Linked DNA regions of Mus musculus: all the other regions are linked to region 1. The links are chromatin contacts, called in public ChIA-PET, HiCAR-type, HiChIP or PLAC-seq and promoter capture Hi-C maps. All regions are on one chromosome and are shown on one strand. The core of a region is the stretch at or near the end of the contact, and the rest is flanking DNA. Distances in the headings are between cores, read along the strand shown. Region 1 holds the start of Bnip3l (BCL2/adenovirus E1B interacting protein 3-like). Region 2 has its middle 19 kb from the start of Gm41183. Region 3 holds the start of Dock5 (dedicator of cytokinesis 5). Region 4 holds the start of 1700001G11Rik (RIKEN cDNA 1700001G11 gene). Region 5 holds the start of Stmn4 (stathmin-like 4). Region 6 holds the start of Ptk2b (PTK2 protein tyrosine kinase 2 beta). Region 7 overlaps Ptk2b (PTK2 protein tyrosine kinase 2 beta).

The links. Promoter capture Hi-C pulls out the DNA fragments that hold promoters and counts their contacts. ChIA-PET counts read pairs in DNA pulled down with a chosen protein or histone mark. HiCAR-type assays count read pairs that join an accessible place to other places. HiChIP or PLAC-seq counts read pairs in DNA pulled down with a chosen protein or histone mark.
Region 2: a HiCAR-type map of astrocytes shows a contact between it and region 1, with 2.1 times the contacts expected there. The contact joins the enhancer-like site here to the promoter of Bnip3l in region 1. A contact is called at or near these places in 4 of 39 promoter capture datasets (cranial neural crest, frontonasal cranial neural crest, hippocampal neurons and 1 more), 2 of 115 datasets of contacts at active chromatin or transcription factors (astrocytes and embryonic stem cells) and 1 of 9 other capture datasets (macrophages).
Region 3: a contact with region 1 is called in a FOXA1 HiChIP or PLAC-seq map of pancreatic cancer cells. The contact joins the promoter of Dock5 here to the promoter of Bnip3l in region 1. A contact is called at or near these places in 7 of 39 promoter capture datasets (the 3T3-L1 cell line, 3T3-L1-derived adipocytes, hippocampal neurons and 4 more), 2 of 484 Hi-C or Micro-C datasets (cortical neurons and nephron progenitors) and 4 of 115 datasets of contacts at active chromatin or transcription factors (astrocytes, embryonic limb bud, memory CD8 T cells and 1 more).
Region 4: an RNA polymerase II ChIA-PET map of memory CD8 T cells shows a contact between it and region 1, with 13 read pairs. The contact joins the promoter of 1700001G11Rik here to the promoter of Bnip3l in region 1. A contact is called at or near these places in 5 of 39 promoter capture datasets (the C10 cell line, the HPC-7 cell line, hippocampal neurons and 2 more), 1 of 484 Hi-C or Micro-C datasets (CD4 T cells), 2 of 115 datasets of contacts at active chromatin or transcription factors (the 230-238 cell line and memory CD8 T cells) and 2 of 9 other capture datasets (liver and macrophages).
Region 5: a contact with region 1 is called in an H3K4me3 HiChIP or PLAC-seq map of embryonic forebrain, with 5 times the contacts expected there. The contact joins the promoter of Stmn4 here to the promoter of Bnip3l in region 1. A contact is called at or near these places in 5 of 39 promoter capture datasets (the 3T3-L1 cell line, cranial neural crest, embryonic stem cells and 2 more), 3 of 115 datasets of contacts at active chromatin or transcription factors (bone marrow-derived macrophages, embryonic forebrain and forebrain) and 2 of 9 other capture datasets (embryonic stem cells and macrophages).
Region 6: a contact with region 1 is called in a promoter capture Hi-C map of pre-B cells, with 6 times the contacts expected there. The contact joins the promoter of Ptk2b here to the promoter of Bnip3l in region 1. A contact is called at or near these places in 8 of 39 promoter capture datasets (3T3-L1-derived adipocytes, the C10 cell line, hippocampal neurons and 4 more), 1 of 484 Hi-C or Micro-C datasets (the G1E-ER4 cell line) and 3 of 115 datasets of contacts at active chromatin or transcription factors (bone marrow-derived macrophages, memory CD8 T cells and microglia).
Region 7: a contact with region 1 is called in an RNA polymerase II ChIA-PET map of memory CD8 T cells, with 22 read pairs. The contact joins the enhancer-like site here to the promoter of Bnip3l in region 1. A contact is called at or near these places in 2 of 39 promoter capture datasets (the HPC-7 cell line and pre-B cells) and 1 of 115 datasets of contacts at active chromatin or transcription factors (memory CD8 T cells).

Annotation. Positions count from the first base shown.
Region 1 is chr14:67,007,113-67,010,711 of GRCm38.p6, forward strand. It overlaps Bnip3l (BCL2/adenovirus E1B interacting protein 3-like), which reads right to left and starts at 1,765. Exons shown (of 6, transcript NM_009761.3): 1 at 1,576-1,765. The coding sequence starts at 1,672.
Region 2 is chr14:66,323,392-66,326,639 of GRCm38.p6, forward strand. No RefSeq gene overlaps it. Among named protein-coding and RNA genes, the nearest start is that of Gm41183, 19 kb to the right of the region's middle. Within about 2 kb of position 1,765, at least 182 of the 459 cell types and tissues checked have an H3K27ac peak or open chromatin away from gene starts, as enhancers often do. A contact at or near this core is called in astrocytes, embryonic stem cells and hippocampal neurons, where this site is marked.
Region 3 is chr14:67,932,296-67,935,597 of GRCm38.p6, forward strand. Dock5 (dedicator of cytokinesis 5) reads right to left here and starts at 1,277. Exons shown (of 52, transcript NM_177780.3): 1 at 997-1,277. The coding sequence starts at 1,039.
Region 4 is chr14:66,295,727-66,299,267 of GRCm38.p6, forward strand. 1700001G11Rik (RIKEN cDNA 1700001G11 gene) reads right to left here and starts at 1,403. Exons shown (of 3, transcript NR_038077.1): 1 at 1,083-1,403; 2 at 229-418. Trim35 (tripartite motif-containing 35) reads left to right here and starts at 1,299. Exons shown (of 6, transcript NM_029979.3): 1 at 1,299-1,823. The coding sequence starts at 1,344.
Region 5 is chr14:66,343,002-66,346,449 of GRCm38.p6, forward strand. Stmn4 (stathmin-like 4) reads left to right here and starts at 1,295. Exons shown (of 6, transcript NM_019675.3): 1 at 1,295-1,410. Gm41183 (a long non-coding RNA gene) reads right to left here and starts at 728. Exons shown (of 3, transcript XR_874729.2): 1 at 687-728.
Region 6 is chr14:66,279,573-66,282,844 of GRCm38.p6, forward strand. Ptk2b (PTK2 protein tyrosine kinase 2 beta) reads right to left here and starts at 1,480. Exons shown (of 31, transcript NM_001162366.2): 1 at 1,311-1,480.
Region 7 is chr14:66,194,959-66,198,199 of GRCm38.p6, forward strand. The region is part of intron 2 of Ptk2b (PTK2 protein tyrosine kinase 2 beta); the gene reads right to left. Among named protein-coding and RNA genes, the nearest start is that of Gm52098, 18 kb to the left of the region's middle. Within about 2 kb of position 1,538, at least 16 of the 459 cell types and tissues checked have an H3K27ac peak or open chromatin away from gene starts, as enhancers often do. A contact at or near this core is called in memory CD8 T cells, where this site is marked.

The sequences.
Region 1 (3,599 bases), core at 515-3,014:
CATATATAAGCATGCCAAAAACAAGGGAAGGCTCCCGAAAGCACCCATGGGCCTCAAAAAAGAGCCACAGCTTCTGGAAATAACATGAAGCATGTATTTCTTTAGTCTTTTCATTTCCAAAAATGTATGCTAAAGATGGGTAAAAATTTTAAATTCTGAATTATGTGATTATGAGTAAAATTTAAGGACACACTTGACTAGATCTTTGTAAAAGCCGGCATTTTAGAGAAGTTATCAAATATTGCTTATCAAAATATGGGGCAGGGACAGAGTCTTAAAATTCCTGAATTCTTTGTTCCTTATTTTTTGGTTTTGTTGTTTTCTGACACAAAGTTTTATTCTGGGGACCACGCTTACTACACTTCCCTAGTGCTTGAATGACAGGCAAGTGGCACCACACCTGGCTAAAATACCCAAACGCTCCTGCCACTATCCTCTAGACTCAGTAACAGCTCTTCCCTAAACCGTTCTGGCCACCCTGGAAGCCATCCCTCTTATGAAAGACACTGCCTGACCTTTAAGCATACAAATGGCTTTTAAAGAACTTCATCTGGCCCTGTGACAACTACCACCACCCACTACCTCTTTCATTAAGACATGAAATCCAAACAGAAAGGTTGGGCAAGAAGGTCCGGCGATCTCACAACAACAGCGGACACTCTGGGGACAAGATGTCTGTTTGACTGCAACTGGATCCTGACCATCAACTTTCAATTGCTAGTACCTGTGGCCTGCGTCTGTTGTGTTGTTTACTGTATTTCCTGAAGTTCACTGCAGATTTGGCTGAAATGGACGTGATCCTAGGGCATGTGCTGGGCACCCAATCCATTTAACATAAGAAACAGCACTTGAAAAGTTACTAGTATGGTGGCTGCCGCCTGTCACCCAAGAACTTGGGAAAGTGGAAAGTAGGAGGGATCAGGTCACTCAGCAACACAACGAGTGAGGCCAGCCTGGGCTACATGAGAAGCTCTCTCAAAAAAAAAAAAAAAGAAAGAAAAAGAAAAGAAAAAGCAGTAAAATATGAATTCAAGGTTAACAGCAACAAAAAACTCACTTGAGAAACTTGGGAATTTTCAGACTAAAAAAAAAAAAAAAGATAAATGTCAGGGGCGGAGCAAGCACCCTGCACGAAACTCCGATGACCCCCTGGACCGGCGTGTGGTAGGAGGCGAGCTCCGCAAGCACACCTGCGCGGCCGCACGTCCACCCGCCACGCCCGACCGGTCGCGTCCATCCCCCGGTGTCCCCGCCGCACGTCCCATGCTCCCCCTCCGCTGGCCAGCCTCCGCTTGCCACCCCGAGTTGCGTGCGCCTCCGGCTCCCGACGCCCACCGCGACCCTAAACCTCGGCGCCCAAGGCGCAGGCCGCGAGCCAGCGCCGAGCGCCTGCTCCTAACCGGAGCGCGCCGCTGTCAGTCATACGCACAATCTCGGTCCCAACCAATGAGCTGTCGTCTGCTCCCGCCCACTCCCCCACCACCACCACCAACCCCCCCCCCCCGCCCGCACGGCGGCGGCCGAGCGGCTCCTCCTCCCCCATCCCTCCGCTGAGCCCGGCGGCCCCGTGCTCACTGTTGAGGCCAGCGGGCGGCGGCAGGGGCTGCTCCCCTTCCTCGCAGTTGTTGTTGTTGTTGTGCAAGGGCGGCGGCGGCTCGACTAAGTGAGACATGGTCTGGAGACTGGAAGCGGCACGGCCGCAGGACGACAGTATCCGGCTCTCGAGCAGCAACACAACAAGTCGAGTTCCCCCGCCCCCTTTTCTGCGTCTGCGCAGTCCCTCCCTTCGTGACGTCAGGGCCCTCCCGGACCATGTGATGACAACACAGGCAGCTGGACGGCGGGGTCGGAGCCCAGGATAGGGGGCGTGACCAGGCCGGGCTGGGCGGGGCATTCGCGAGCTGCTCGGGACGTGCGGGTGCGGAAGTCGAGCTGATACGGGCGCCAGGAAAGAATTCCTGCGAGTCAGTCGCAATAGCCGGAAGGGCTGAGCTAGGAAGTTGGCATTGGATTGAGATTAGGGAGGAGTGTGCAGCCCGGAAGCGCGCGGGGCCTGAATGGAACCCCTCCCACGCCTGCAGTATCCACTTAAGAACTCACCCGTGGCTTTAAAGAAGCAGAAAACCCCAGTTCCTCCCCTTAGTGAAACATCCATTTGTGCCTCCCACAGAATACCGTGGGAGGTACCTTGGAGCTAATCACCTTGTTGGAATTTATAACATTTTAATTGCAAAGGTAACATGTAATCACGGTTTAAAAAAAAAATCAATGGCTGGGCGTGGCGCACACTTGTTATTTCAGCTCTTTCTAAGACTGAGGCAGGAGGATTTCGAGTTCCCTGCAGCCTACGCTATCGAGCGACCCATTGCCTTCAAAAACAAATTAAAAGGGAAAAGAAAATACAGATTTACCCAAACCCTGGTTGTTATCTATCTCTGTAAATGCCCTACCTCCTGTACGCTGGTTGCTGACTCTGTTAATGTTCCTAAATACTCCTACGTCGTATCTTTGTCAAGTTTCCTTGACCCGATTTTTGTATAATGTTTTTCTCAATATTGTACTTGCCTTTTAACTTTGCTTTAATTGCAGTTGTTGAATTTTCATGTAATTGTCTTTTTTAAAAATATGGTCTGAGATACCCAAACACGGAAATACTAAATCTAGGACCAGCCAGTGAGATGGTTCTGCCGGTAAAGGCGCTTGCTGAGTAAACCTGCAGACTGAGTTCATTGCCCGGAGCTCCCGGTAGATGGGAAGAAAGCTAACAAAGTTGCCTTCTGACCTCCACCAATGCACCGTGGCATATGCCCTCCCCCTCTAAATCATAAATACAGGCACACACAATAAGTCTTTGTCACTTTGAATTGACATCCAAAAACATGATCTGGAGGGATAGCTTGGGGGGTTAAGCACACTGGCTGCTCTTGCAAAGGACTCAGGTTTGGTTCAAAACACCCACATGACAGCTCGTTCACAGGGCACTCAATGCTGTCTTCCGGCATCTGAGGGCATGAGAAACCCGCATGGTACACAGACATACGTGCAGGCAAACATCCACATGCATTTATAAAACCCCAATTCTCTGGTGAGATGACTCCGGTTAAAGGCTGGGCTGCAGCCCAGAGTTATATACTGAGTTCAATCTCTGGGGCTCACATAGTACAAGGAGAGAACCTACCCCACAAACTGTCCTTGGACCTCCACATGTACACAGTGCCATACACACATAAATAGTGATAAAAATCATCTCTTAGGCCTCCCACATACAGTGTTATATTTATAAAGGCATAATGCAGGTATAAAAACATTCCTCTGGGTCTTCTCATTTTATGTCTAAGTACTTCATGTACCTGAGACTGACTTAACATATAGTGCAAAGTAGGCAAAATAGACCACTCATCTTATTCTCTGACCTCCACAGGCATGCCTCCTCTCAAATACGTAAATAGAAAATTAAAGCAAAAAGACAGATTTTTCAAAAGATCCAACTAGGAATGAAAAGAAACACGCCTCATATTGAGAATGTACTCTTTGGAGCATACTCTGTAAGAATCTTATATCCAGACTAGAAACACTGGGAGCAGGCAAACAAACTGGGT
Region 2 (3,248 bases), core at 515-3,014, 680 kb before region 1:
AAAATAGCAACTAAAAGTAACAGGATCTTTACTCAAGATTTCTTTAAAAGTGTGTGTGTGTGTGTTTACTGAGGATTAAAACAATCATGGTGGCTTGAGTAAAGAATGACACAGCCCTGCCATGTTGGTGCTGCTGCTTGGGAAATTTATGAAACTTCAGGAGCTGGTGCTTTCTCGCCCTGCTGGAGGAAGGCTTTGAGGGTTTATAGCCTTGTCCAACTTCCTGCTTTCTCCCTCTGCTAACTGTGTTCGGACAAAGATGGCCAACAGGCTTCCTGCTCCTGCCACGAGGCCTGCCTACTGCCATGTCTTCCAGACCTAATGCTCACCCACTCCCTTTGGAACCATAAATCAAAAACAAAAACAACAACAACAAAAAAAGCTCCAAAAACTGTCTTCTGTAAGTTGCTGTTGGTCATGTGTTTCATCACAGAAACAAAACAGTAACGAATTCTCTCAAGATCTCATGCACACCGTGCAGGGCTATATTCCCCAAACTATATCTTCAGCCCTTGTCTTTCCATTTTTATTTTGGGTCAGAGTCTTCATAAATTTCCTAGGCTGGCCTGAACTTCAGATCTTCCTGCAAAACTCCCAAGGAGCTACTATCACAGGTGAGCCCCACCGTGCCTCGCCAAATTAAATTCTAAAGCCACAACAAAGCCTTACTGGAACGTTTAAAGCAACATCTCAGAGCAAGTAGATGTGGTGCTAAAATGCCCAGACGCTTTGAAGTCGAAAAGGTGATTTTAATTTAACTGGAAATAACATGAAAAGGTCAACAAGATATTTTAGAGAAATGATCATCTTATTATGATTGTATCAAAGGAAACATTTAGCTGTGTACAAAAGATCCATTCTTTTTTTCCTTTCCCCCAAAAGATCTATTTTCCCCCTAAAAGATCTGTTCTTGTTCATTTCCTATTTTAAACAAGGAAGTTGAAAAAAATCCAATTAAATATCCAAGAGTAGGGGAAATAGTTAAATTATTCCTTATACTGGAATATGGGGCCACTTAATAAAAACTAAGAATATTTCAAGTCAGGAGAAAATGGTTATTTGAATGTAGCAAATATTCAGTAATAATAAGTGTGCTGCCAAATTAATTGGGATTGAAGGGAAGAGACAAAACTGTTATAATGGATCTGTTGTTGCTTTTTCAATCCAGACGTTTTCAATTTAATTATCTATTATTTAGCAGACCCATCGATGAGGCTCTCAGCATCACCATACCCGGATACCCTGGTTCTGTTTAAGAGTTGTCTATGCATGGTTTTTGCTCTTTCTCCTTTTCCCCTACTGCCCTTGGCCATTATGCTCTTAGTTGAGAAATCACTATGTCTTGGGCCAGAAAAAGATAACCAGAACTAAACACCAGAGCCCGGGACTGGGAGGTTAAATGGTGGCAGGTGGCCTTGAGACAGCTGGGCTTTAAGGCTGTGAGGGGACAGCCTGGACACCAGTTAGAGGGGCGGGTCCATTGCAGAGGCCCAGAAAGGAGGGGCTAGGAGGGCAAACAAAAGAAACAACCCCGGGTGGGCGGGGGCACCTGAAGAAAAGCACGGTGCAGACCCTTCCACCCCCATCCAAGAACCCGAGGCTGGAAGAGGGGCGGGGCCGCCGCTGGTCACCATCAGCTCTCCCAACACAGGTTACAGCGACCTGATCTACGTTGTGGGTGTCCATCCCCACAGAGCCGCCCACGCCACAGCTACTCAAGTGGCCCAGAGGCCTCACCAGGGCTTAGTGAGCAGGAACGCCATTATTGGCTGCAGCTACTAGCATGATGTCATCATCACCCAATCTGAAGTCAGTGCCCCTCCCCAGGCTAGGGAATTAATTAGGAGTTAATTAACTCTTCCTGCAGAGTCTAGTAGAGTGCCAAGGTTTTGTAAGGATTTAGGGTGTGAGTGTGTGTGTGCACACGCGCGTGTTCTCGTGCGCGCGTGTTAAGACATAACTGTATTCAGGAGATTGTTGAAAGGATAATCTAGGATATTATTAACCGTTTTGTTCTACTTTGTGTGTGTTTGTTTTTGGTTTTGTTTCGTTTTGTTTTTGAGACAAGGCCTTGCTGTGTGTAGCCCATTGTAGCCTAGAACTCAAAATCTTTGCAGCTCACCTTTCCAAGAGCTGGGATTACTAGAGTGCGCCTCTACTCCCAGCCTGCAGTGAAATATGTTAAGCTCTTTTCTGTATTTAAACGCAAACGTGTGAGGTGCCTTACAGAGGTGCCTCATGCTTCTGGCAGCCTCTTAACTCTGCATTTACTGTGAGAAATCTCCTTTGCATTTATTCTTTAGATTCCTGGTAGTTAGTTGATGCGAAACGGGCATTCCGTAGGTTCACACACCACATCCAGTGTATAAACGTGCGCGGTCAATGTTACTTGCTGCAAAGAACTGAGCCACATGTGTGATGATTTATTTTATTTTATTTTTTTATATACTAGGATGAGTGTTTTAAAGTAGGCTGAAATGAACACAGTTGTGGATTTATTACACTGTAGGATGCCTGACCTTAATTCCTTTAAGATCAATTTCTAGAAGACAAACTTGTCATAGATGAAAATACTTGTTGCCATGAGCTGGGGACCCAGCAGTAGCCCAGCATAAGCAGGTCCTAAGGTTGATCCCGGGCAAACAAACCAAAACAACATGAACAACAAACAGGAAAGGGAAGAAAGCGCACGTCACCAGGCTGCTTTGGAAACTTACAATCCATGAGCACCTCTGATTCTCCACATGGTAATCAAATTTGAGATTATCTTTGATCATCTCGGGTATGATGAGAGCCCATGTGTAAGTTTTAGCTCTTCCTTTCCGTAATTCCCAGGATTTTGGCTGTTGTGAGCCTCGGTCAGTCTCCTAGCGATTCCCTGAATTCTCTTTGCCCTTTGCCTGCTTTGGTACCAGTCAGGATGCCTCGGCGCCCTGTGTCATTAGGGCACCTAAATGTGTCTCCTTTTTTCTTTGTGTCACACTGTATGTATAGCATATTCCCTTGCAAGATCACAGCCGACCTTGCTGTTAAGTCTGTGGCCACTTTTAAAATATCTTTTTTTTTTTTTTTTCACTTTACATCCCGATCACTGCCCTCTCTTCCCAGTCCCCCTTCACACAGTTCCTCCCCCCCCACTTTTAAAATATCTTACATGATTATTAGTCAATCCAATTAGTTTCTTCCTACAATTTTAAGTTTTAATTAATTTTTGTTAAAGTAATTAAGGTTTTAGTTAAGAGTTTTTA
Region 3 (3,302 bases), core at 27-2,526, 920 kb after region 1:
CAATCTGCATCACATTATAATATACTAAAGACTGAAGGCGGTGTCTGAGTCCCGGTTACATAGGCACATAGGACTTCATGTCTGTCACGGCAGACTGATAATTTCAGGCAGTGTTCCTGTGGGTCCAGGACTTGAAGGAAAAGAGGTGCGCTGACAGGAGTGAAGTAAGGGGTTGCATTTCAAACGCGCCAAGTGAGTGGACCTGAGAGAAAGTGATAAAATTCCCACACAACACACTTGTTTATTCCAGAGGCTCCATTTAAAGTCTAATTCTCCTGGCAATCGTCCGGCTAAAGGTGAGTGCTTCCTCCCTGACCTGGCTCAATGAAAAGTGAAAGTGGAAAGTTTTTCCACCTGGGTCCAACCCCTCAACGCCAAGGTTTCAGATCCAAACCTAGAGGCCAGAGTTCAGCAATGACGGAGCGCTAGGGTACTGCGAACACAAACGCCACCCGCTTGCGCGGAACCTACCCTCTTCCTGCCCCTGGGGGGAAGCTGTGTCACACCTCTCCAACCACGCCAGTAGGTCAGATGGGTGTCCTCACAAACAGCCCCAGGACCCCCTTGCCCTCCTTCCCACGCCTCACACTTCCTGCCTCTTCCATCACCTCTACTGGCAACTTCGGCTTCCCATTTTGTCTTTGACTGCGATCCGGACTGCAGTCCCAGGGAGGGAGGGAGAGAGGGAAAGGGACTCTGGAGCTTCCAAGTGGGATCTGGGGAAGGGCACTCGCAAAGCGCACCGTCCCACGTGCGGCCCTCGCTGGCCACCAACGGCAGTGGGGACCTGGCGCGTTCCCACAGTGTGCGCCACTAGAGTTGGGGTTCGGATAGGGGAGGATCAGAGTCCCCAAGCCTAAAAGCACTTTTACACCAGAGCGGGCTAGACTCCCGGGGTGCAGCAGCGGGACCGAGTGGCCGAGTGTGCGCGAGCTCCGCGGGGCCAAAGTGGACTCCCGGGCGCTCGGGCGAGGGTGGGGCGGGGCAAGCACTCACCAACCCCATACTTCTGCCTCTTGGTAGGGATCCAACGGGCCATGGCGACGACCTCGCCCCGCGGCGCTAGCGGCTACAGACACTCGTGCTCGGAGCGCTGCTGCGCCGGCCGGACTCCTCCGCCATGTTCCGGCAAAACTTGGACGACTTTGGCGCGCCGGCCGCGTCTACGCCGTCCCGCCTCGCTCGCGCCCGGGGCCCCGCACGCACGCCCGCTCGCCCGCGGTCACCTGCTGGGACCGGCGGCCGTGCAGCCCCGCGCGCCCTCCCCGGCGCCGCCCGGGCTCCTCCCGCTGGCCGCGCCCTCTGCGCCCCGGGGCCGCCCGCCTCCCCCGCCGGCTCCGCCTCGCCCGGCTGGAGCCGCAGCCCGGAGCCGCCCGCCCGGTCCTCCCAGCGTCGGCTCTGCGATTGCCCAGCGCTCCCGGGCTGCTGCGCCGCCGAGCGCGGAGGAGGAGCTGGTGAGAGTCACCGGTCGCCTCCGGACGCTCAGTAAATATTTGTTGAATGAATGAGCCGTGAGCTCCCGCCTTCGCCTCCGGGAGCGTCTGCTGCAGCCCCGAGAGAGCCGGAAGCCGAGCTTCAAGGTCCGCAGAGAACTGGTGCAAGGGACACGGGCGCTTCAGAAGTAGACGTATCCAATCTAGAAGACCCTCCGTTAGGACACTGTTGACAAAGCGCTAATCCGGAAACCCCAAACTCAGGGATTTATTTCTCCTCAGTTGCAGCAACACAAACTTTCACACTAAGGGAAGAAGTTCGCTCCAAAAGGTTCCCCTTTCCAACTGACCCCCTGCCCAGAAGGCATCCTTGTGGGGAGGACCCCAGAACATCTACCACCACCACCACCACCCCACCCCCCAACTCCCACCACTGTCCTTTTTCAGCCTGGGACTGAGGACTCCAAAAGGCAGTTGTGCGTTAAACTACACAGGGGTGCGCTTGGCGCCCTCTGCCGGCGGGGAGACGCGCTTCCATCTTGGAGAGACCTCCAGAATGAAAAAGCTACTTAGTAGTAAGGACACCTCACACTTAGAAGTAAAATTTCAGACTAACCAGCCAACCAGTTAGCTTCGCCATCTGAAAAATACCTCTTGCGGGAAATTGTGTTGTTCTTGGAGTCTGTGGAGGCTTTCTTGCCGGTTTGGAACCTGACAAGAACAGAACATGTAATTAAAACACACAGTAATAGACAGTAATGCTTGATTAGAGATGAGTGAACTCTGATGACTTTTTGCAAACCATGCCTGAATATATATATATATATATTAGTCTTGGTTTTCCTCCTGAGAAAGTAAGTTCTGAACTTAAAGTCCTGGTTGAAAGAAACAATAGGTACTTATGACCGTGCTTCAGCCATCTTTCTTAAAGTGGTTCAGTCGCATCTCTTTTTTTTTAATGCCAGTTTTTATTCTTGATAGTTGAGATCTTAAAGTTGAGTATGATTACATAATGTGTCATTTATCTCCTTTGTGATTTAAAGTTACATGTTCATTGTATACTTAATACTGAATATTTAGAAAAATAAAATCACCAAAAATTCTAAGCAATAGGGAAGCAATCAACCAAACTACAAACTGAGCTACTGTACTAAGCAGTTCTCAAAAGAAGAAATTAAAAATGGCTAAGGAAACACTCTAAAAAAAGAAAGAAAAAAGTTCCAATAGGAATCTATTTATAATACACAGCAAGACATATTTCCATCAGTGTAGACCTGACATCCACAAAGATTTCCACCATCTCCCCAAAAATAACTTCTTCTAGGTCAATGATGTTGTGATCGACTTAACCACCCAAGCTAGATAATTTCTCTTCCTTCCGCCCTAAGTGACCTACTATGTGTTGGGCACTGTTCCTGGAATGGAGGTTCAGTAGTGAGGTAAATGAGACCCCTACCTTCACACAGCTGTTGGAAGAAGTTAAGACTTGAAATTAATGCATGCCAAAGGAGGCTAGGCCTGCAAAGAGAAACCCTAGCCAGGAACATGGGGAGTGTGGGTGCCAGAGATTTACACAGAAACATCTGGAAAGACATCTGAGATAAGGGGAGACTGAAAGGCAGAACTACAGGAAGTGAGGATGACCCCATGATAAAAGGGGGAGTGTTCTGGACCACATGGACAGCAAACACAAAGGCCACCAAGCAGGTCTAACAGGCTCCAAACTGGCATAGAATCCTGGACAGCGAGTGATCTGAGCGAAACAGGAAACTTGGCTCAAGAGGCACCGGCGAAGGAGGGCCATGACCCGGACGAGGACTTCCTGTGTTGTTACAGATTCTAAAGGTTCTCGGGCTTGTGTCGGTGGGG
Region 4 (3,541 bases), core at 153-2,652, 710 kb before region 1:
TCATGGCTTGCTCAGATTGCTTCTTTATACAAGCACCTGCCCTGGGGGGGGGGGGGTTGAGGGAGTGCATGGGGGGAGGGACATAGCCCACAGGGGACTAGGCCTTCCCAAATCAATCAAGCCTCCTACAGAACCATCTTATGGATGGTTTCTTCCATAAGATGTTTTCTCCCTTCAGGTTTCCTCTTTCCAAATGACTCCAGCTTGCGTCAAGTTGACAAAACTTACCAGCATGGACTTTCCATAAACACCACCAGTGGCTTTACAGGAAGAAGTGAGATCTGAGCAGGCAGGCTTGTCTGTCTGGGCATGTGACTCTCTCTATCGCATCAAGATGCAGCAGGAAGGCTGGCACACAGTTCTTGAATATCCCTGCCTCTGGAACCTCTATTCTTTATAAACCATCCCGTCTGTGGTTCTGGCAAGAGGAATAGGAAAGAGACCCAAACACACTGCCTTTTGTAATTGTTTATCTAGTGCATTTTTTAAAAATTGTTTCATATGATCCCAAGGAATTTGCAAATCTGCAGTGCCTTGCTGAATTAGTGTGTATGTTGGGGTAAGACAGCAGCGGAAGGTTACAAATATCAACTAGGAATGGGCAGCTGGGAACATTCAGACTGCCTTTCTTGCCAGAATCCAAAGTGGATTTTTTTTTTTTTTTTAAGTGTCCCTGTGTAACCCAGGCTGGTCTCAAACTCTTGATCCTCCTGCCCCAGCCTCCCAAATGCTGAGATTACAAGCATGTTCATCACGACTTTCTCACCCTGACTTTAATGAAGATGCCACGAGCATGCTTCCCTATTAATTTCGTTCTCACACGTCCTTTTCACGGAAACCACCATTTTACACTGGAACTCATTTATCCAACCACAAGCCGGGAATCTCAACTCCTCAGGTCTTCCCGCTACCTCGAGGTGGCAGTAAGCCCGACCAAAGTCAGCGGACGACCTATGTGAGGGTTTTGAGAAACCATTCCCAGTGCTGCATGACCTCCCCCCCCCCTACTGCTTTGGGCCCAGGTTCAGACCCCACCTAGGGAGCTCAGGAGTTAAGCCATGGACATCCCTTCCCATCTATACCAGGAGTCTGAGATAGCGGGAATTGCTTAAGGATGGCGGCCCGTGGCTTCACTTCCTATTTGACAACGGAAACCCGACACTGCAGTGGGACGACAGATCCTTCCGCCTTGGAGCTAACGGAGATCGCGGACCACACCTCCTCTGGGAGACCCCGCGCAAGACGGAAGTGGGAGGGTCCACGCCCTCAAAGCCCATCCGTGATTGGTTGGAGCCGCCTTAAGCTCCCAGATCTTCAGCAGGGACAACGCCCGCAGGCTAGGCATGAAGGCGGCGACACCGGTGGTGGTGACGGCGGCTGCTCCTGCGATGGAGCCGGGCCCTTCTGTGTCCCCGGGGCCTTCGCGCTCCTTCAAAGAGGAGCTGCTGTGTGCCGTGTGCTACGACCCGTTCCGCGACGCAGTAACTCTGCGCTGTGGCCACAACTTCTGCCGCCGGTGCGTGAGCGGCTGCTGGGAGGTGCAGACGACGCCCTCGTGTCCGGTGTGCAAGGAACGAGCGGTGCCCGGGGAGCTGCGCACCAACCACACGCTCAACAACCTGGTGGAGACCTTGCTGCGCGAGGAGGCTGAGGGCGCGCGCTGGACCGGTCGCCGGTCCCCGCGCCCCTGCCGTGCGCACCGTGCCCCGCTCACGCTCTTCTGCCTGGAGGACAAGGAGCTGCTGTGCTGTGCTTGCCAGGCCGACGCCCGGCACCAAGAGCATCGTGTGCAGCCCATCAAGGACACTGCGCAAGACTTCCGGGTGAGCACCGCGCCAGCCCGCCCTGGGGACCCCCGGCCTGCCCCTCCCCCTCCTCCAGGCCTAGCAACCATCTTGCCCCCGGTCCAGGCCAATCTGAACAACGATGGGGAATAGTATGGTCTGCAGACATTTGGGCTTGGCGCGGTCATTTTAGAAATGGAAGAGGCCAGGACCTAGCAGAGTTCTAAGGCCTTGAGATTTCCCCTGCCCAGCAGTGCCTTGATCAACGGGTTACAGAGCCGTAAGAAAGGCCTGTGGCGCTTGCCTGCTGCCTTGCTCCTCTTACTCTTAGTATCCAAATATCTGGAGTTCCAGTGGTTATAATTAAACCAAGAGCAGCTGACACAGCAAAACTAGCATGGCGGGGAAGGGTGGGTGTCGGGGCTGTAGGAGATCACGCTAGGCAAGTACTTTACCTCGCAGCTGCACCCCAAGCCTACTTTTGATTTTGAGCCAAGCTCTTAAATTAGCCAGGATGGCCTTGAACTTTTCTTTGCTTGCCTCAGCCTTTCGAGTGGCTGAGATTGCAGGCTTGTGCCACCAGGCCCAGTGAAAAAGTCTTTGTTCTAAAACAGAAAAAAAAAAAAAAAAAAGGCAGACATTTTCGATAACAATTTGACCTAATCGCTTAGATATGCATGCTCCATTGCTTTCCAAAACATTCATACTGACATATTGACTGATTTTTCTTTTTTTAAAGGGTTTCTGAAATGTCCATTTTACTCTGGCAGTATCTTGTTACTTTTCTCGTTTAAAGTCATTGATGTACTGAAACAGCTAAATTTGTTTCATCAGCCACTAACACACGGGTCAGACCCACAGTTGGGAGGGCCCAGGGTTAGCCACTAGGAAGCCTGACATAGTGAAAAGGAGGTACTGTAAGAGCCCACTGGGCCTGATCTTCAGACGCCCTTTCTCCACTTGGTGAAATGTCTTTTTTTGAGAATCAGCAGTTGATGGCAGCTCCATACAGATTGGAAGCAGAGCAGATGGGTGCTGTCTACATCCACGTTCCTCCAGTTATCCATCATATTAGCTCAGCAGTGGTTCATAGTGCCTGTTCCCTCGTTCATTAGTGCTAGATCTCTTATTTGGCATAGCTGAAATAGACAGCCTAGAAGTTTAGGTCCTGGTTCGAATTCCCCTGGGCTAGCAAAGGTACTGATTAGCATGGGTGGTGTCCTCAGAATGGGGTAAAACATCAACCGAAGGCCTGTGATCCAGGGGACAGAGAGCGTGTGGGCCTGGAGACTGCCTTCTGTTCTTGCTGGCTGCCTCGTTTTGATTAGGAGGTCCGAGGGACACTGGAAGTGAGATAGGTGGTAATAATTCCCACTCTCTGGGAGCTTCTAGCAAAAATCTAAAGAACCTAGAGGCATTAACCAGGTGAAGGAGGTGAGGGGAGGTTTTTGCAAGAAGATGCTGCAGCATATAGAAGATTCTAGAAGAGAGGAAGCTTTGGACACCAGGTGAGGCCAGAAGGCTGAAGTCTTATTCTGCATCTTAGAATGGTGGTGCAAAGCCAGTGGGTGCTCAGTGTGAGTGAGCCTTGAAGAGCAGGGAGTGGGGCTGATCTGAAAGATCCCAGGAGTCCTCAGGCTGTGTGCTCAGCCAGATGCAGTGTGGCCTCTTCATGATGTATTCATGTGTGAAATAAACATCCTAAGAACCTCTTTGATTCTCACACCCTGTTCTAGATATTGCGGCTGCTTAAGTCC
Region 5 (3,448 bases), core at 45-2,544, 660 kb before region 1:
TTCAATGTGATTTGTGTGTTCTCAGTCTAGGGGATGAGGGTGAGGGTGAGGATGTGTGATGCCAATCAATACCAAGCAAATCTTTCTCAAAGATAGTCAAACACGTGAAAGAAGGAAGTCTGACTCAGGAGGACAGATATTGTATGATAGCTTCCACTAAGCGCCCAGGACAGGCATCTTTATTGAGCTGCGCAGGAGACAGAGGTTGGGGAAGGTGGATTTATGGTTTGAGGGTATGGATGGAAGTTAGGAGGGATGAGAGAGTTCTGAAGATGGGAGGTGACGGGCTTTACACAGCATGGTGGCTGCACAATCACCAATCGGAATGTATTCTTGGGAGTAGTTAAAAGAATAAACTTCACAGTTTGAATATATTACAACAACATAGTGCACCCTTCTAAGAAAAGGGAATGAACTGAAGGAAGACTGGAGGTGAGGACAGGGGATTCATAGGAGGGAACTTAGAGGGGGAGTTCTGCTCCACAGGGCCATTTGTCCTCCCTCCCCCTCCCCCCTGCAACAGCTGCCTGCAGCAGACGGGCAATGTGTGACCAGCTGATGCATTTGCACAGAGGGTCCCCTCAGTCCCCAAGGAAAGCTATCACCAGTGATCCATCTCTGTTCTCCAGGAATCCACCACATTTAGGAATGCCCTTGGTGTAATGATCTCCAGTTTAATTTCCTACCTGTGGCTCCCTCTGATTGGCCCAGGCTGGCCGAGTGGGCTGTGAAGACACATTAGTGCTACGTAGATTCTGTAAAAGAGAGGGAGGAGCGTGTTTTTGAGGCGTGCAATGGGAAACCCTACATTCCTGGGACACCTGTGAGGTTAGAGCTCTCACCGGCTCCTGGGGATTCTTCAGTTTCCCCCTCCCATCTAAACTATTCTCCACATGTGTCAGCACCAAGTCTTCAGGGGGATGTATTTAGGGGTCATCTGCCCTTACTCTTGCTCCTCTAGATTTTATAGTCTCCCTACCCCAGATTTGAACAGCTAAAGATTCCTCAAGTCATCCATCCTTCCCCTAGCTAGAAAGCTGCCAGCTGTGCTGGAACCTCCACCTTTTCATACCACACCCTCTCCTGACTCCTGGTCATCCTCTCCCCTTCTGCTTCCCCAGCCCCACAGGCAGCCGGTGCGTGTGGGGCGGGGGTTGGGAGGGGGCGAGCAGGCTCTTTGTCTGACATCATCTTTCACTCCCCAGCCTTCTAAGTTACTCACTCAGGCAACCCCGGCTCCACCAAAGGAGACTGTCCAATTGCCAAGCAACCCACCGCTAGCCAATCAGGGAGCTCGGAGGTGATGTCATGATGAGAGCCCAGCAGTGGTGCTGATGTTGAGAGAAGCCCAGGGTACCACTAATTGAAGGAGTGAGAAGAGAACAGCTCGCTTTGGAAACCGGACTGCAGGTAAGTAAAACTGAGATATGGACAATCGGAGGTGGGGTGAGGGCGGGGGTTTTAAACAAAAGAAACAAAACAGCAGCCACAGAGGAGAGAGAAACCGGAGGGTCTGGTGTCTATTGTGTTGCCTTTGGTTTCACTGAGTGGATTAAACTTTGTCAAATTCTGGGGGGAAGCAGGGTGAGGCAAAATGATGGCGCTTGAAGAGGGGCGAGGGTGGGTTCAGGGCATCATTTTTGTTCCAGATGAGTGGGATATGTCGGAGGTTCAAGCTGAGTTATTTCTTCATTTTAAAAAATGTTTGGTTTTGGGAGAGGAAGGTTTACTGGAGCTCGGCTTCCTCTGGGGCTGCTCTGACTGAAGACCCTATTTCAGTGGATGAAACTCTGTGAAATTTTCATCTGTTCTTGTTGTATTTGCTTTTCGGGACTATCTTGTCTTTCTTCCTTAGTTCTGTGCAGTCTTGCTTTTTCTCTCTTGGCCCTAAGGATACAGTGAGATCATCCCCTCTTCCTTGCCCCGCCCCACCCTGAGGTTAGCCTAATTCTAACTGGCTCAGCAACTGGCTCTAAGGCAGAGGATGCAAGCTTGCAGGACTGCCACACCCAGGCTCTCTGATCTTGACCAGTCACAGCTAGCCCCCTTCAGGCTCAGCCCACAGCCCCAGCCAGGAGTTTTAGCATCCCCTCACCCCCACATATAGGGATCCAGAGCTTTGATGTCCGTCTGATAGCTGTGTTCCCACGTGGCAGCGCTGTCTTTGTTTTATATCTCCCAGGAAAATTATATCTGCCCAGGTGTGGAGGAGCCTCATTGTCCTCAACCTGGACAGTTCTTGGGGAGACTTTAGAGGACAGGTCAGACAGCTTTAGGTCACCCTCTGAAGACCCCAAACAGGGATACCCTATACCCCAACACCAAGCAGCAGATGGGATGACCTGATGGTGACCTGCTGGAGTTCTGAGGGGGGAAGGGTAGAGATGGAATGTGTGGGAATCTGTCTCCCCTAAGGTTGGGTCCTCTGGGGGGTGGGAGTTCTCCCTCAGATGGGTGCTTGGGAGATGAGATCATGCACCAGATGTGGAAATAATGATAGTGGTGGAGGGAAGCAAAGACAAAGGGGGCAGGTCAATGTAAAGCCAGAAGGCAGCCACAGCCACCCAGTTCCATGCCCTTGCCGCCAGCCCACCTTGCTCCCTGCCTGTGGATAAAGCTGTGTTCTTGGTCCTTTCCTAAGCTGCTGAGATCCCTCTAGCTGGCTCCAGACTTCTTTCCCCCAACTCCACCCATCTGGAACAACTGGGAAGTGACCTGCTAGGTGGGTCCATCACAGAGCCTACTGCCTTGTGGGAAGTGAGAGCCCCATCCCTGACCTGACAGCATGGGGGTGGGGGCTGGATGACACCCAGCAGAGAGATACTAGGCATCTTTATATTACTGTGAAGGTTATGTCAGATCAGGGTCTTTGAACTGCAGACTGAAATCTAACTAGGATAATGAGATCAATTTTGTAGAATGTAACTGATATTTAAAAAATACAATTAGACTGGACAGAGTGGGTGGGGTGGGGTGGGGGAAGGCAGAACACACCTTGTATAATGGCTTGTGTTTTTTTGTGCCTATTTAATTCTATATATTTTAGCTAGATGTATATCTGTGTATAAATGTGTTGCTATCCAAATACACATGTGTATTCTTGTGGCATTCATATGCTGGATCATGAGATAAAAATCTAGCTTTTATTGTGGATTCCAATCAATAAAAAGTTGAGAATCATTGGGCTAAGTGACATCTGCTTCTCTCTTCTAGCCCCAAGCCTACATTTTCATGGAAAATTCACCAGGCTGAACATTTTTTTTGCTTTCAGTTAAAGATTTTTAAAATTTTGATTGTATTAAAATGTAGCCAACAAGAAAACGACCATCTACATCATCAGTGTCTGAGTGGACACTGTTGTCCATGCAATGTCCAGAAGTCCTTTTGTCCTGCAGACTGAGACAGTGGACCTGTTAAATGTCCACTCCTCAGTGGCAACTGCCATTGC
Region 6 (3,272 bases), core at 230-2,729, 730 kb before region 1:
TACCTGGGTTCAGGAAGGATGCTAGTAAGTGAAAGAAAGAAGGCAGACTGTCCTGCCAAAGTTAGGTCTTTCTTATGAATGTGACTTCTTCCTTCCTTCCTAGGGTCGTGAGTCACTTTTCCCCCACCCCCTGCTCTGCATTTCTTGCGCCCCCGCCCCCACCCGGTAGCTACTGTGAACCGCAAGAGTTTGTTGACCTGAGCACACTGCGGCTGCCTGGTACCCCTACCCTTTCCAAACCATGCATTGTCTCAGCGGGCTCCAGACTGGTACAAGATCTGCTAAGGTTCTTCTCCCTCCTGCTTTCCAATTCTCCCGGGCTAATGCCCCCCCCCCACACACACACACCCAACCCTCAGGTCCCAGCTTGGTTTCTTCAAGGAGCACAGCGGAATCGGAATCTTGCTTCCAGTATAGGGGTGATGGGAGATATTGGTGTCATCTGGCTGAGGGTGAGGGCAGGTGGCAGGACTTGGTGGGCCTCAGAACGTCACCCATATGCTCGCTGTTCACCCACCCAAAGCTTTGCCCACGCACAGCCTGGCAGCAGGAACAGCAGCCCAGAACTTAACCCTCAAGGGGCATGGGGAAAGCAGCTTCAAAATGAGCCAGTGCGGCTGGTGTGAACTTTGGAACTTCAGCACGAACACACACGCACACACACACACACACACACACACACACACACACACACACTACACACACTACACACACTATGGTATGGTTCCTCTTGGAGAACCCCGTTTGTCTTAAAGCTCCAGCTTCAGGGAAAAAAAACAACAAACAAACAAAAACAAAACGTCCCAGAGGCTGGGGATAGGGGTGGTGCAGGGGTGGGAAGATAGGCCACATGGGTGCCGAAGGGCACTGTGGAGAAGAGCGCGCCGTGCCTGGGCAGAGGTCTGAGCTAGAGCTGAAGTTGGGTTCTGAAGCCCTCGGTTGGGTTCGGAGTTCCCAAATCCAACCTTTAGAGACAAGCATTGTTGCTGAGCCGATTTCAATCGTGCCCCTAGTCGCCCCTCTCTGAATAAGATAACAGGACAAAAAGGGAGAAACACCCTTTAGTCTTAAAAAGAACTCCAAAAATAGATGCCTTCTCTAGCGCCCTCCCTAACCCCCTAGCTCAGGGCGGCAAGCTCAGGGAAAGCACCTGCTCCGCGCCTCCGACTTTCTGGGTCCTTGGCTACCTTTCCAGGAATTCTCAAGCTTCCCGAAGGACTGGAACTGTAGACCCTCTCCAGCTTTCCACTTAAGTCGAGCGATCGAAGTGTCCCTGACCCCGGCGCTGGGTAGGAACACGCAGGACTTACCCTCGGGCGAGGCGCGGACTCGGGCCAGGGCTCCGGGCTGGGCCAGGTGAGCGCAGCCGCCGCAGGTAGGACGCGCGGCTCTGCCTGCAGAGGCTGAGTAAGAGGCTGACAGGTTGTTTTTCCCCCTCCTCCTCTCGGTCGTTAACCACACCCCTGCTGCTCTCCTCTCCACTTCCTTAAAGGGTGGGGTGTGCTGTCTGTGTGTGCAGGCTCCAACCTCTTACCATAAACTCTGAAATAGATGCCGCCTGCAATTCCTGGAGCTGCCCGGCTGACCCGGGGGCCAGAGCCCATTGCCTTAGGGCCCCAATTGGGGTCCTCAGGTGCTCCGGACCTCTTGCAGTTGGTTGACCTCCAACTCCTACCACACCTGGCTTCTTCCAGGCACCCTTCTCTGCAGCCTTTAGTCACCAGACCTGACCCATGTTCTCAGCAGTGGCCCCCATGGCTCCACACCTTGAAATGGCCCTCACCCTAGGTCAGATAAATATTAGGGATGCCCGATATGACTGGTACAGGATTGGAAACACCTAGGACTGGGTTTCTGAGCCCAGACCCTGGAGGACCAGAACACAGTCCCAAAACAGTCGGGGAAGGGGTTGGGAATGTAGCTCAGACGGTAGAATGTGTGTCTAGCCTGGATTCCATTCCCAGAACCAAAGGCATAATACTGAGTGTAGGTGGTGGATATCTGTAATTCCAACGCTCTGGAGGTCTATCCTTGGCTATGAGGTGAGTTCAAGATGAGGCTAGGCTGAAAGAGATCATGTCTCAAAAACAAAACAAAACAAAACAAAACAAACAAACAAACAAACAAACAAAAAAACCCCAAACCCCAAAACCCAACCCCAACCCAGCATTAATAACAACAAAACCAGAAAAGACTAGAGAAGCCTTACAATGATTTTCTTCTGTGGCCCTCTCCCTGCATCAGTTTGTATCCGTGACCCTCCGAAGAGGCTGGCCATCTCTTTACTGCATCAGTAAGGCAGTGGTACTTGAGGCAGATCTAAAGTACTAAGTTGCGACATCATTTACTTCTCTAGCCCGAGAAAGATTCTGACTTTCTCCTAAGTGGAGGTCAGTGAGCTGGACTTAGCAGGAGACCCTGCCCCAGACATCTTTATCCTGTGCCCTTTGGGGTTTGGGGTTTAGTCACAGTTCTGTCTCTGATAGTAGCAGTCCTGAGACTGCAACATCAAGCTGCCCAACTCCCTGTGAAAGCCACAGTTTTCATGATGACACTTCTTCACCCTACCCCACCTCCAAGTTCAACAGACCTGCTGCCCCAGGAGACCATCAGAAGCTACCAACACTCATCTTTCAGAGTGGTGGTGATGGCTTCTCAAGAGAAAGCAGACTTAATTAATTAAGAACTCAGGAGGCAGAGGCAAGTAGAATTCTGAGTTCAAGACCAGCATGATCTACTGAGTGAGTTACGGGACAGCCAGGCTACAGAGAAAAACCCTGTCCCGAAAAACCAATAGCAATAATCATAAAATCAATTAAAGCTATAAAGTTCATATGTCTTAAGATGTAACAAAATGTAGATTTTAGCTGTATCCTCCATGTCTACTAAAAACCCTATCTAAAGCTAGCGTCACCCACCCTCAAATGCCTCAACACCACAATATACCCTGCCATCTGCTGGGCCAGCAGGACCCTCTCTACCATCCTGAAGGGCCCCATTTATCAACTATCTGCACTCAAAGACAAGTGGAGGGGTAGAGTTGGGGGAGCAGTGAAGACTGTGAACAGCGTATGGGGTACATGACCACAGGACAAAAAAAACTACCAGAGGGTGTGAGCAGTGGGGTGGCGTAAGGTGTTGGCAGGGGGTGGCTTTCTGAATCCTTGCACTTGGGAAAGAGTGGGTAAAGCGTCTTGTGGTGTAAAGCGAGATCTACCTGAGGGAATGGCAGCTGGCTGACTGTTGAAGACTAGCTGGGTTTGTGTGTGCTG
Region 7 (3,241 bases), core at 288-2,787, 810 kb before region 1:
CATTCTAAGTATGTAACCCTATACCCACACAGAAGCAGAGTCCTCACCCCTCCTCAAGGAAACTCCTCTTTGCAACAAATGGAAACCATTACAGAAAACTTCAGCTAATCAAAATGAAGAAGGTGGAGCCCAGTCCCAATGGATACGTTCACAACACAAGTCCTGCACCTAAGGCGCAGGCATCTCTATGGAGGAAGGGGCAAAGGAAGAGCCAGAGGAACGGGGAGTTTATTGTGACGTTTTGCCTCCTGGAAATGTCAGAAGTTACACTCATGAAGTCTCATCAACATGGTTGCACAAACAGGACATGAACAAAGCTGACACCCATGGATATGATAAAATTAAAGGGGGGAGAATCTCAAGAGGCCACAACCCAAGACAAGACAAGACAAGACAAGACAAGACAAGACAAGACAAGACAAGACAAACTTCAGGCAACTAAGGAGTGCTGAGAACAGCGGAACAGTCTTCCCCAGGGAAGAGAACACCATCGGTTATCCAATACAAAATGGTCAGCCCTGAAACCATACGCACGAATAACATTATACAGACTGAGCAGGTCGTATGTATATATTTAAGAACACACACACAAAACAACAACAATTAAAGAAAAAGAGGCCATGAATTTGAAAGAGAGCAAAGTGGGGTTCATGGGAGGAGGAAAAGGAAGGGGAAAATGATATAATTACCTCAAAATATAAGATATATATTAAAAAAAATTAGGCTGTGAATCTAGTTCTGACAAGAAAGGTCTTCTAACAGGATGACAAGCTTCCTGGGCCACAGTGTCCCCTGTGATTGTCTACCCTTGCCCTATCAAGCTACAGTGGTTCTGTATTCAAAGCATCAGCCCCCATCTGCCATGTGCACACTGTGAAGAGTGATGGGGCCACAGCTCCAGTGCGCACACCCCCTCCCTCCAGCCATGCAGAAGTCTGTGTGTCAAGAGAATGGCTTCCATTAGGGGGCTCACCTGCTCTTCTGCCTCCAGCCCTGCCTCCCTTGATTGCTCACCCATGCACACAGCAGGGGCAGCAGTGTTGGTGCTCAACCCCAGCTCACCAGCTGCCACAGTCAGTCTTTCTTTCTCTATTAATAAAGCACTCCTTAAAAATGACAGTACATGAGGTTCCCCTACTCACTCAATTGCCATATGTAACCTGAGTTTTTACCAAGTGCTGTCTCTTTAGATAAGCCCAGGGTTCTTTTTGCTCCAGGAAGACCTCACCTTCTTCCCCTACCAAGGCTTCCAGTGCTGAAGGGTGGGTCTTCTAGCTGCCTTGAGTTACAGTCTAGACTCAAAAAGACTTCTGGTACTTTCTTGAAAATGTCTGTATTCCTCCAATTTTCCTTTCCTCTAGATTCATGTTGATTTATTCAAATCGTTAAATAGTATGAAGATTCTAGAAGGCTCCCCTCCCATCTTTGACCTTTTCACTTGTAGGTCAGAAACAAAGAAGGATTATCTCTACCTAGCTTGTCCCCACACCCACATACACTAGGTGAGGACTTTTCAGCTGGTGGTAGACCACATTTAAGAAAGTAGTCTCATGAGGTGACATCATCTAGTGATGTCATAGCTGTCACGACTTGTATATTTACTTTCTAATGTTCATTTATATCTGTGTGGTGTGCATGCATGTATGTCCTCATATCCACATGTGTGTAGGTACATGTGGAGATAAGAAGTTTATGCCAGGTGTCTTCCAGAAGACATTCTCCCTCTTCATATGTTGAGGCAGGGTCTCTCACTTGAACCCAGCACTCACTGATTTTGCTGGTCTATCTGGCCAGCTTGCTCTGAAGACACCATGTCTCAGTCCCCAGAGTGGGGGCTCACAGGTGTGCTCTGTGCCCACCAGCTTTGACGTAGGTGCTGGGAGTCTGAGCTCTAGTCCTCATGCTTGTCTGGAGAAGAGACAAGCAAGGGTTCCTCCACAGGGTTCAAGGGCATAGCCCTACCCACACCTTCATCTTGGCTTCCTAGATTTCAGAGCCACAAGGCGATGCATTTCTGTAGTCTTCAGCCACACTACAGGGGGTATTTTGTTAAGACTCCTAGGTATTTAATAAAGACATTGGCAAAATAGGTCTAAAACAACTGTCTGTGTCTGATCTTGGATCAGATGGACACATACACTCTTTGAGTTCTAATCAGTGATTGGTTGAGGATTCCAAAAACTGTGTCCTGCCTCAAAAAGAATCTTCCCGTGATAACTCTCCAAGAGACACCAGTGCAGGCTTACGTTTATTTCCAGTTATTTTTAATTGACAGACTAAGGTGTTTTGACGTATGACACATAACTGTGACTGGCCTGCCTTATGTACATTCCAAGTACATTAAGAGCTCAGACAATGCTTGGTACACATTAGCTATTCAATAAATAGTAGTTATGATGGCACCATAGGTAATGATGAGATAGCTTGGGTGGATGTGGATGCTACCAGGAACAGAAAGAAGATTATAAATAATAAAAATTATCCCAGGATGATCAGGCCACACCTAGAGCTGATCTGGCCATACCTGCCCTCTGGAAGAAATAGTCCAGAGGAAAATGACTTCATTCTGCCCAGAGCACAGAACTGTAAGAGTTTTATGGCATAAGCATTAAGCCCAACACAGCTGTGTCTTCATTACCTTTTTTGTTCTACATGGAGACAGAACTTCGAAAAGGAAGAATAAAAAGATTTTGAGACAGTAACATGCGTCTTATCTTTAACTGACTTGGAGCATAGGGGTTGTCTTCAAAAATAAAAATACTCTGTTAAATATAGACCTGTTCTATTCAAATTTCTGATTGTTAATATGCCACAAGGAAGAGCTCTTAATGCTAAGATGAGCTTCAGGAGGAAGAAAGAATAAGAAAAAGCAGATAGGAAAGTACCAGGCAGGTTAATGTACTTTTTTACAAAAATAAAATAAAATAAAATAAAAGTTCCCCGCTACTCTGATACCTTTTAAAGTAATGACTTTATAATACATTGTGAAGTTGGCTTGGGGGATGGGTCACATGCCTTGCTTCAGAATGAACAACGGAAGAGTGTCATTGGCTGTGGGGGATGGATCTAGAGTATTTACATTTGCTATAGTGCCTAATAATCTGCATTAGTGAGTCTGATCAGGGTGCTGTTGACATTTGGGGCATGTGCTGGCTAGCTTTATGTTAACTTGATACAAGCTAGAGTCACTGGAGAGGAAGGAGCCTCAAATGAGATAATGCTTCTATAAGACTGGGCTGTA